Linked DNA regions of Mus musculus: regions 2 and 3 are each linked to region 1. Evidence: chromatin contacts called from public promoter capture Hi-C data. All regions are on one chromosome and are shown on one strand. Each heading gives the region's core, a stretch centred on a gene start, on an enhancer-like site or on the middle of the called end of the contact. The rest is flanking DNA. Distances are from core to core; before and after follow the strand shown. Region 1 holds the start of Pts (6-pyruvoyl-tetrahydropterin synthase). Region 2 holds the start of Zw10 (zw10 kinetochore protein). Region 3 holds the start of Zbtb16 (zinc finger and BTB domain containing 16).

Region 1 (3,886 bases), core at 441-2,940:
CCAGGATTGGCTTCCTCCTCCTCCTCTTCCTCCTCCTCCTCTTCTTCTTCCTCCTCCTCTTCCTCCTCTTCTTCTTCCTTCTCCTCCTTTCCTTCCTGTGTGCATAGCACCAGAGAGTAGGCCACACTTATCTGGGCAAGCAAGACTCCATTATGCCTGAAAATGTTATTTTAACAGTTGGGAATTCCTTTCTCTTGGAGAAAAACTAGATGGGAGGGGAAAGGCAGGGTCTCTTTTCCGTTATATGTAGAAAGACATTTACAATTCTTCCACTACTTGGTCTTCAGTCAATATTTCCAATACACTCTCCTCCGTTTTGCATGCACCCCAAGGTAGCCAAGAATTTGTCACTGTGCATTAAGCAAGCTACGTTTCCACATTTCCTTTGCTTAAACTCTTTCCTCTTGGGATTTTCTATTTACCCATCTGTTGGACTCCTTAAAACCCATCTCAGACTAATTTGCTCTTGGAAGCTTTCTTTTACTCTCTGACACAGAAATGGTAATTTTTCACTTGACATATTATTTGTTGGACTGCCCCCATTAAACTGAATTTTCAGATAACAGGGACCATTTTGTTGTTCTGAAGTACATGTGTCTAATACTTAAAGCATCTGGGATTAAGGTCTTAACTGTGGTGGTAATGCAGGCCCTTAATCCGAGCATTTGTGAGGCAGAGGGGCAGAGGCAGGTGAGTTCCAAGCCAGTCTGGTCTACAGACCAAGTTCCAGGACAGCCAAAGATACTTGGGTAAACATTTTTTTTAATTTAGTTTTTAAAATTTAATTAATGGATGGGTGATGTGGGGGCTGCCTTGCCAAAGGTGTCCATTTGAATTATGTATAGGATTTTATCCTTTTGAGACGGACCTTGAGCTTGTCACCCTCCTGCTTCAGCCTCAGTGCTGGGATCACTGATATATGCCATCTCTGACTGACAACATTTAATAGAAGCTAACCTTCTGAGACAAATATCTAAACACAGAACCAGCAAATGTTGCACAAGAGCGGTTGGGATTACACTGGAATACCTTTCCATTTCAAAAACTCTGAAAGCCAGGAATCTAAAACCAGGAACAGCGTATTCCTTCTGAGGGCTCTGAACGGTGAATCTGTTTTCTGGCTGTCTCTGGTTTGAGGAAGTCTCTTTGTATGACATTCTCTCACTTGGATATTGAGATGTCAAAATTTTCCTTTATTTTCCACTTAAGCTAGTGTTTTACTATGTTGCCTAGAACAGATCGGGACTCCTAAAATCAATGCCCCAGCTTCAGCCTGCAGGGTAACTCTAATGACAGTGCATTGCCATCCTTAGCTGGGGTTTCTTTTTGGTTAAGGACACTTTCAATGTGGTACCGGGCTGGAGAACATCTGATAAGGGCACCCAGACATTGGATTTGTCAAACCCAGGACTGTCAAAAATGAAGCGAAAGAAGAAGACACAAACTAACCTGGCAATTTAAAAATCCAGGCCTCTGGCTTCTCACCCACCCACTGGCCCCAGGTATTTCTGACTGCCTAGCGAAGACTGAACAGCAGGGGGCGCTAGTGTTTGCCTCCAAGTCGGCCGAAGGGTGCCGCGAGTCGAAACCACTCCCAGGAGTGCTTTCGGCAGGGAGGGCCGAGTTTGCACTGCGCAGCCGCGGGGGCGGGACTGGCCTCGGTCCCGGAAGCCGGAACCGCTAGCTTGTGAGTCTTCGGTCCGAAGACCATGAGCGCGGCGGGTGACCTTCGTCGCCGCGCGCGACTGTCGCGCCTCGTGTCCTTCAGCGCGAGCCACCGGCTGCACAGGTGGGGTGTGCCCACGTGTGTCACCGCACGCGCGGGTCTTGTCCCGCTATGTCCCTGGGGGGCGTGGCCACGCGCGTGGGTTAGAGCCGAGCTGGGGCGGGCCGAAGAGGAAATGGTGAAGGTGCGGAGCTGCACTACCGGCACTCACCCGGGAGAGGGCGGTATAGCTCCGATCCCGGAGGATCCACTCTGGAGAGTTTCCCTCCAGAGGTTGCCCACATCCAGAGGTACAATGACAGGAGCATGGGCTACCGGGTGCAACCCAAGGTAGTTTTCATCCCCCTTTTACCAAAAAAGTAAAACCAGCCTTGATACTTTCCAAAGGAGCAACACAGTCGGGAATTGAATCCCAGAGAAACAAGACCGCACCTGAGAGTTGGTTTCAAAGGGAGCTTCGTTACTCACTTGAAGGTTTGCTCTTTGGATCTGCATGTCATCATCAGAGAACGGCCTTTTCTAACAACAGGGTTGTCATAGGGAACAGCTGACACTTGTCATCCCTCTACCCCCACCCCTCCGTGTGGTCAAGTTGGGTACAGTGAGAATTTTCTTCAAAAGTCTTGTGAGCTGTACTGCTCTAAGTGCGCAGTAGGAGAGAGTGAAGGGGATAAGAAAGAGTTTAAAGAATTTAAATAAAAAGTTGTGTTTGTGTGTGCTTGTGTGCTGTGTGCACAGCTTGCACGAAAGAGTCTGTGGAAGCCAAAAGAGGATTCCTTGAAACTGGAGTTACAGGCTTCTGAGCTGTCACGTGGGTGGGCTGGGACCTGAACCCTGGTCTTCTGCAGTAGCAGTAAGCACTCTTAACTGCTAAGCCATCCTTCCGGCCTCTCAAAAGGGATTTTTATAATAGGAAGCTTACACACAAGGTTAGTAAGGATGCACAGATAAGTTGACTGATACAGATTCATTAAGCTAATTGTTTTCTGTCTGGAATGACAGCCATGTGTAGTAAGTTTAAAGTTTCACCTGACTTGAGTGTCCTGGAACACATTGGTAAGGTTTCCACTAGGCAACTGCTGAGGCAGAGGAGGGCAAGATTGTGAAAAGAAGAGCCTGAGGTCATTATTTGTCAGGAGGAATGACGTTTTTAAGCCGCTGGAGGATATGTATGTCTTCGTGCTTATCACTGCTCCTTGCTTCATCTCTTATCCCATAGCTAATACTCAGGGCTTGTTGAATTGGAAGGTGGAGCCGGGATGTAGCACAGTAGGTAGAGTGCTTGACTACACAGTGCCTGCTTACATAGATCTCAGGACTTGGGAGGTGGAGGCAAGAGGGTCAGAAGTTGGAAGTCGTGCTAAGTTACCTAGTGAGTTTGAGGCCAGCCAGGGATAGAGGAGACCTCGACAGAGAGAGGGCAGGAGAGACAGTGCTGACTATGGGCAGAGTTGTTGACATCTTACTGTGGACTAAGTGGGTTGAGATGAAGGTCTTGGATGATTTATGTGGTAATCTAGTTTAATTAGAGAGTGGAGTGTTGGTTCTTGATAGAAACGGGGATCATGATATGCAAGCGATCTAACCAGTTGATCATCTACAGTGACATGAAATTGTAGAGTTTTCTGGACGTCTGAACTTCGGGCTGACCTCTATCTTTCTCCTGTCAGCCCATCTCTGAGCGATGAAGAGAACTTAAGAGTGTTTGGGAAATGCAACAATCCGAATGGCCACGGGCACAACTATAAAGGTGAGGGAGGGGCACATTCCCTCCTAGCCTGTTGGGAAGAAGGACGAGGGGGCTGGGAGCCAGACGCTTCCGGGACAGGGTCAGGGCTCTGAGCCCTTCAGTGGAAATTCAAGACAGAGTCATTGTCTTGGTTGGATGGGTGTTCTGGTTTACCTCACAATTGTCTACCATGTTAAAGACAGTAGAAAACAACAACAAAATGAGTTAAAGCATTTTCTTTGACATTCAAATGCATAATAAAACTGCCATTCGCTGTTTCCTTTTAATTATGTTGGGCTAAAACTAATGTTAAAATTTGATTATAGTGAATGTTTGAGGACACAGGTATGTTTAACCTGATTTAAACATGATACCATGTATATATGAATTGAAACATCAAATAGTGCCCCTTTATATGTAGACTTTTTATA
Region 2 (3,451 bases), core at 3-2,502, 1.5 Mb after region 1:
ATGGAAGAGGTGTGTGTGTGTGTATGTGTGTGTGTGTGTGTGTGTGTAGAAATACATTTAAAGTGGTAAAAAGCTGGAGGTGCAAGGACTATGCCTGCTTGAGGCACAGAAAGTAGTTCTCAGTTGACTGAAGATTCAAACTTATGTATGAAACAAATACTAGTGCAATGTCCTCATCCTAGATCATTAAAAAACAAAAAACCGTAAGCCACACTACAGAAATGCCAGTGGCATGAATACATAAAATTAAGAACTCTAACATCAAAAATTGTTAGGAGCGGGTGGGATGGTGGAGACCTTCCATTTCAGCACTCGGGAGGCAGAGGCAGGCGAATTTCTGTGAGTTCGACACCAGCCAGTTCTACAAAGCTTGAATCCAGGACAACGAGGGCTATTACACGGAGAAACCCTGTCTAGGAAAAAAAAAAGAAAAGAAAAGAAAGAAAGAAAAAAAGAAGAAGAAGAAAGTTGTTAGGTAGCGCCTACCAAGTCCAGACTTAGTGAGGTACACGTCATTTTCAAAGAAAGCCACTGAAGACCTGGCTTGCCAGGTAGCACTAATACGAAGTAAAACTATGGCTGTGAGTTGCATATTCATGCCGGTACCAGCTCATCAGCCCTCAGCATGCCTCAAGTTCCGTGCGTGAAGTAATACTTTTATAAACATATTCAACCAGTTAAAAGAAAATCCGAGGAGAACGACGCGACTTTCCTAGAATTATTACATCCATCCATAAATGAAGGAGTGGGTAGAGATGACAGATAGGGCGGCTGTCCTGTCCTAAGTGGACATCCGGGCTTCCAGTCCCACCTCCGGCTCCGCAGGTTTCTTCAGTCTTCTCCATCAGCGGCTCACTTTTGCCCAACTTGGCCCCACTCCCCACCACTAAACAGCCACGGCCTTTCCTCCTCACAATCCCAGGCCCTGGTCTCCAACCGCTCTGCGGCCGTGCTCCAAACAGCCCCCCAACACTTCTGAGCCTCCAACTCAGGAGGCTCCGCACCCGGCTCTCCCCAGCGGCAGCAGCCTGTGGCCCGCCCTCACCTTGATCTCCTCCACCCGCCGGGTCAGGCGGCTGATCCTGGTGCCCAGATCCTCCTTCTCCAGGCTCCCCGAGTGGGCCAAGACTTCTGTCACGAAAGAGGCCATCGCCACGAAGCGTACCCACACAAACAGGATAGGTCAACCCCGCTGCCAGCGCCGCAGCTCCGGTCCCGCCAGCGGCCTCACCGCAGGGCCTGCCGGGAAACTGAGTTCTACGGGGTCCGGCGCTCGCGCACAGGAGAGGGTCACACTACAGTTCCCAGGAGGCCTCGCGCCGTCAGGCGTCCGCTGTTTCAGTGGCGTCTAGAAGGCACCAAAGTGCGCAGGCGTCATCTGCTCCCTACAGGTTTTCAAACGCCAGTCTGTTCCCGCCGGTTTTTTTCTTCTTGTATTTTGGGTAGGGTTGGGTTGGTTTCGCTAGAAACTGCGGAATGTTTCAGGTAATAATCCTTTATGGCCCTCCCTATACTCAGTAATCTCAGGTTTTCCTGTGAGATTATCTAGCTCGATACTTACAGAATCATCTCGATCTTTTTTGTTATTCATTCATTGGGCTCAGCAGCTAAGTCTACCCGAATTTTGCCCTCTGGAATTGTGCGAGAGAGTGACATAAGTGAAAGGATCCCCACAATTGCACCTTTCTAATAGTGTTTGTTAATAGTGCCTCATATTAAGTATATTGATACATGGATATGGTACAAATTTATACTTAGTGTAACGGTCCTGTAAGTGCTACAGACATTCTTTTATAAAACCTTCTTTCTAAGATACGTATGAATGTTTTGGCTGTGTCCATGGAAGTCAGAAGCAGGCAAGTAAGTCCAGTCCCTGAAACTGGACTTACAGATGACATGAGCCACCATGTGGATGCTGGGAATTGAGTCCTGGTCCTGAGTAAGGGCAACGAGTGCTTCTAGCCACCGGGCAATCCCCTAGAACAAGATTCTTATCACTTCCTATCAGAGATTACAAATAAATTTCACCAAAGGCTTTTTATCGTTGTTTAATTTTAAAGTTTTCAGTGATTTTTTTGGCTCTGTTTTGAGACGTGGTTTCTGTAGCCCTGGAAGGCATCAAATTCATAGCTATCTTCCTGCCTCAGCCTCCTGTATACAGGAATTATACACTTATTCCACTATGTCCAGCTAGCCATAGCTTTTTAGAACTATTTCATTGTTGAAGGTCAAAAGAGTGTTCCGCGAAGATGAGATCACTCGTTCACTTTGCAAAACAGGCTGACCTGAAAGACAGCCACTGGGCATTATTACCAACGTGACACTCTTTGTAGGAGAGGGATGCGTGCTGTAAGAGCATCCTTGTCCCCTTTATACACTTTTTGTTACTTGACCAGCAGAGCAAGCAAGTGTTTTACATAGCCAAATGGAATGCCATTAGTGCAGCAATACCATAAAGTATAAAATTAACAGAGACAAGGGTGCAGATACAGGTAATTCAATCAGTAGGGATTTAGAACAGATGTTATCTGTCTCCAGCATCCTTCCTGGAGCAGGCAATAAAACCAATAAACAAGATGTTTATTATACAAATGTCATCTTTTCTCTTGCTAATTTACCCTTTGTCCTTTTTTATCGTTGATGGCAGGGAAAATTCTTGCACTGAGAGCTTGACCTTTAACATTCTTCAACTGAGAGATCACTTAGTAGTTAAGAGAACTAGCCTTGTGGAGGACCCGGGTTCCAGTCCTATGTGAGGCAGCTCAAAAACACCTGTAATTTCAATTCGAGGGAATCCAATGTCTTCATTCGACCTCTGAGGGTTCCTGTACATATATGATGCACATATATACACTGAGACACATACATATAAAAGAATTACTAAAAATAATAAAATCGTCTCATTATTGGTATGTATTGCATACTTGGAGATATTCACACAGTATAGTATGATCCTTTTTTTCTAAGAAAATAAAATAGAGGTGCAGGCCATACATGGTCACACACAACTTTGGATTCAAGCTTTCAGCACTGAGGAGGCAAAGACAGGCGAATATCTGAGTTTGAGGTGAACCTGGTCTACTAGTGAGTGCCAAGCCTGCAGGGCTACAAAGACCTTGTCTCAAAAACTAAAGTGTGTGTTTAGGGTATGTGTGGTGTGTGATGTGTGTGTGTGTGTGTGTGTGTGTGTGTGTGTGTGTGTGTGTGTGGTGTCCTCTGGGTGGACTTTAATGGCTTATGCTGTTTCTTCGCATCCTTTTCTCTGCTTTCTGTTGTTCTGCAATAAACATGTACTGCTTTGATGAAAGCATCTTTCATTCTTTAAAAGGAGTCTTATGAGAGAGGACCTTAGGTAGATCCCGACTCCCAAGGTCCATTGCAACATTGGGTCCCTAAACCAATCAAGCTCATCCTAATAGAGCATAGGACAGGTAGTTCCTGTTCCATGGGG
Region 3 (4,040 bases), core at 1,088-3,587, 1.7 Mb after region 1:
TGCTTCCCAGGATCCAAGGACACAGCTCTGGCTATAAATGGTGCTGGTTTGGGAGTGGGGGCTGCTGCTGCTTTATCTGGGCCCAATAAACCTTATCAAACTGCTGTTCGGCCAGCCTTCATCGCTAAGTGGAAATGCTCTGGAGCCCAATGCTGGCACCCAGCCCACAGCCTCGCCTGCCTTCTCCCTTTCTGTTACCTTCCCCACCTCTTAAATCTAGGCATTACTCTCTCTTTAACACTTCCTAACAAGGGCTGGGCTCTTTAATGGGCAGAGTTTATGAAGCAAGGGAGATTTTCACATAGAGTGAGTATGGCTGGGGTTGGGGGGGAGGCCAGGGCCAGGCAAGGAATTGTTCTTTCGTTTCCATTGTGTCTACGGATTCTCTTTCTCTGATTTGAGGATTAATGGTAGAATAGGATCAGAGGTTAATCGTGTGCCTCTCCGGTGACTGCTGGAGAGAGGGTGGTAGGTGGATGTGGACCCTAGATAGCAAGCCTTCTTTAGACAGGAACTCAACAAGCTCAATGCTCCATTCCCATGGCCAGGCATTCACGGCAGGGGGGTGTGTGTTTTTCCTGTTCCCTTCTGCTCATCCACTCTTGCTTTCTTTATAGATGGCAGTTCCTTCTTAACGTCCTCAAATCCCCTACTTCTTACAGAGGGTTCGCCTTAACTTGAAAGAATCAGGTAGCCTTTACACAAGGTGTTTTTTGTTGTATACCAACTGACTGGGGTAGGGGGGTTTCGCCTTGTCTCACCCACATGACACTGCCTATGAGAGGGTAACTCAATTGTAGTTTTCTTCCTTTGCTTCCCAGTGCTCGGTTCTGCGGACTTCTCTCTCCCACTGCTAATCTGAGACCTGGGAGTGTCAATTGTTAGGATGCCTTGTTATTATAAATGACCACCACGTTAGCAGACCCCCGTGCAGATCTTGTGTAAGCTCTGCCACCTGGTCTTCGTGGGTTTTTTTGTCTCCATTCACCGCCCACTTTCCTTCTCCTTTAGCTCCTGGGGAATCAAGATACGATTCTGTGGGTCCTGTGGGAGATCCGCGGTAAGCCAAGAACACAGCACCCCTAAACTGAAGCCTGGAACTAATACCTTAGGACTGGAGGGTGGGGCTGTGTGGGTGACTTTTCTGAGACCCCTGGGTGGCGCTCTCCACCACACCCCCAATAACACTGCGCTGGGGCTTTGGCCGGAGGCCAGTGCTCAGAAAAGAACCCTCCAACCTCAATTCCCTGCCTAGCTTCGTGTGCAAAGGAGGAGACGGTGCTTTCCGCGGGTAGAAGGAATATTTTTTTTCCTTTGGTCTTTCTACCCTACGGTTTGTCATCTCAAGTACGCCCTTTAAAATGGTCCAGCCGCTGAGGGAAGAAAGTACTCTGGAGCGGCCCAGCGCTCTTCCAAGCTTCCAGTAGCTCCTGAAGGCAGAGCTGAGTTAGGCGCAGAATCTTCAGAACTTTCCATCCAGGTTCCTGGGGCCGGGGAAGATGGGGGGGGGCGTGCGGGCGGGGAGGATGCCCGAGATTAGGAGTGAGAAAGTATTACTACTCAGGCCTTCGCATCTCAGTGTGCAACAATCTAGATAGCAAAATCGAGGTGCTGCCTCCTACCAGATTTCTACTGGCCCCTTTAGATTTATCTGGCCAAATCCGGCGAACTCCTGTGGTCAGGCATCAGAGGCCTGGTTTGGGACTTGGGAAACGACCCATTTAAAGCTAGGGTAAGGGAGGATGCGATCCGAATCCTGAGAAAAAGTGAAAAGCTAGAAGCCACACACTGAACTGGTGCAAATAATAAAAAACGGGACAAAACTGCGCTCTTGAGTACTGGAGTTGGGGGAGTTAGGGGCGCGGGATACACCGCATGCCCAGTGGAAATGAAAAAACCTGGGGCTAAAGTGGGAACCGCTTCTCCCACTCATCCTTCTGACCCCTTGGGGACTGCCAGGTCCTCTGCGGCTCCTCTTCCTTTGCAACCTTTTGCCCTCTCCACCTAGCCAACGAGCAGCAGCCGCTGCCGCCGGGGCAGCAGCTAGATGTCAGGAGAAGCCCGGAGCGCCGAGCGCTGGGAAGGGAGGGGAGCGCCCGGGAAGGGAGGGCAGGGCTGGGAGAGCGCACGGGCTCTGCCAGGGCGGGGGTGGGGCGGGGTGGGCGGGCCAGGACCGGCCAGGGGGAGGGGAGGGGGCAGCTGTGGGCAGGGAGCCGGGCTCGGCCGCCAGCACTAAAGATGGAGAGGCGCCGGGGCCTCGCAGGGGAGGGGGCTCGGCGTTGACGTGGGACGCGGCGGAGGCGCCGCAGCCGGTGGTGATTTGCTAACCTAGCGGCAGAGAGGAGTTAAGGGTGACGAGAGCGGGTACTGCGAACTGCCGGGCGATGCCGCCGCTGCCGCCGTGAGATCCGGAGCAACAGTTCCCCAGCAACACCCCTTCCCCGATCCAGGCACACCCCTAACCCCCCAGGCACGCACACCCACCCCAAGCTCCAGGCTCCGTAAGCGGTAAGTGTATGTGTGTAGGAAACCCGGGAAGGACTCGCACCGCCCAGCGACCGCCTCCCGCCAGGGCGCCCTGGGGCGGGAGAGGTTTAGGCGGGTGGTGCTAGCTTTGGCCACTCGGCCGCTGGGCTCGTGCGGGGTTCTCTGGTTGCTGCTGCAGCAGCGATCGCCAGTGCCCGTTGGGGGTCAGCTAGAAAGCGGCGCTGAGGCTGTCAGCTTGGGCACAGCTGCCTCACCAACCTTTCTTCTCCGGGCACGGTCCGGTCCGGGTGAGAGGTGGCAGGCCGGGAGGTCTGCCAGGGCTGCGGGCGCGTGTAGTCGGGGACTGGGTGTCTTTGTACAGGCAAGGGCTGGCGGAGGAGCAGAGAGCCTGTGGGTGCTCATATGTATGCGGACCGGTGCGCTTGGCGTGAGATAGGATTGTGTCTTATTTATTTGTGTTTATTCGCTGGCGAGCTGGGGAGCTAGACCCGGAGGAAGCAAGGAGTGAACCTGGGGGTCGGGTGGGAGGGGACTGGTATCCGATCGGGTTTTGTTTTCTTTAGAGAAAACGTGGTGGGATTTTTTTCTTCTTTTTTTGATTGGACTTGATGCCCTCTTTTAAGGAGAGAGGGACGCTTCGGAGAGACTCTGGCGCTCCGAGTCCTCCTCGGCTCTCGGTGGGAACGGCCGGTGGAGCGGGAGCTCGCTGTGCGCTCCCGGCCGCGCACGGTGGGTTCCCGGCTCTGCACCTGATGCATTCGGGATGTCTTTCCCACCCTGGCGCGCTGCAAGCTTGCCCAGCCCCTCGCACGCTCCCGCACGCGCTCGAAATGCGCACGATCCTGCCAGCCTGCGGACCCCACCGGAATGCACAGGAGCGCACCGCTGCAACCAGCTCGCCTCCTCCCCGCCACGCTCCCAGCGTGTTTGACTCGGGCACGCCGGCAGCTGGTGCGGGAGGCCGGGGACCCTGCTGGTGACTTCCCGGGGATCGTGATCTTGGGTGGAAGGTGGAGGACCCAGAGATCTCTTCTCATTTGGCCTCCCACCACTCGCCTCCAGGCTTTTGTGCATCCTTTTCTCCCCTGGGGGGGTTGCGCTGCCGGGCCGGCCTAGCAGCGGCGTCCAGCCCGCTCGGACCTTCTCCTTTCCCCAGGCTCTTTCGCTTTCCCCCTTTCTTAGTTCTGTTCCCTTTCTTCCAGGCACCTGACTCCTGGGGAAAAGTTGCTTTCCCAAGTTTGCCAAAGTCCTATGCAAGTCTCGGCGGGGGTCTCTGGGAACAAGGGGTGTGTTGCACCATCGATCCTCGGAGCTCTGGCGGGTTAGCGCTGGCTTTGCCCAGAATCGGCTGATCGCTGCACCTAGGGACGGTCGGATCGCGGGTGCGGAGCCGCCGGTTAGGGATAGGGCACCTTGATTTCCCTCAAGGCCCAAAAGGTTCCTTTGAGCAGCGAACCTTCTTTATTTTGGCTTCTCCCCCTTAGTTCTCCAAATCTCTGATCTCTCTCCCGAAAGCACACCGTGCTCATGAAGCTTTTGAGGAATGGATATCT

The links. Promoter capture Hi-C pulls out the DNA fragments that hold promoters and counts their contacts.
Region 2: a contact with region 1 is called in a promoter capture Hi-C map of embryonic stem cells, with 5 times the contacts expected there. The contact joins the promoter of Zw10 here to the promoter of Pts in region 1. A contact is called at or near these places in 16 of 39 promoter capture datasets (the 3T3-L1 cell line, 3T3-L1-derived adipocytes, the C10 cell line and 11 more), 7 of 484 Hi-C or Micro-C datasets (B cells, the C10 cell line, CD8 T cells and 4 more), 11 of 115 datasets of contacts at active chromatin or transcription factors (the 230-238 cell line, embryonic forebrain, embryonic limb bud and 6 more) and 2 of 9 other capture datasets (adipose tissue and liver).
Region 3: a promoter capture Hi-C map of liver shows a contact between it and region 1, with 6 times the contacts expected there. The contact joins the promoter of Zbtb16 here to the promoter of Pts in region 1. A contact is called at or near these places in 5 of 39 promoter capture datasets (cranial neural crest, embryonic stem cells, hippocampal neurons and 1 more).

The regions. Positions count from the first base shown.
Region 1 is chr9:50,526,460-50,530,345 of GRCm38.p6, reverse strand. Pts (6-pyruvoyl-tetrahydropterin synthase) reads left to right here and starts at 1,690. Exons shown (of 6, transcript NM_011220.3): 1 at 1,690-1,789; 2 at 3,397-3,476. The coding sequence starts at 1,710.
Region 2 is chr9:49,053,382-49,056,832 of GRCm38.p6, reverse strand. It overlaps Zw10 (zw10 kinetochore protein), which reads right to left and starts at 1,252. Exons shown (of 16, transcript NM_012039.2): 1 at 1,046-1,252. The coding sequence starts at 1,150.
Region 3 is chr9:48,834,522-48,838,561 of GRCm38.p6, reverse strand. It overlaps Zbtb16 (zinc finger and BTB domain containing 16), which reads left to right and starts at 2,337. Exons shown (of 7, transcript NM_001364543.1): 1 at 2,337-2,508.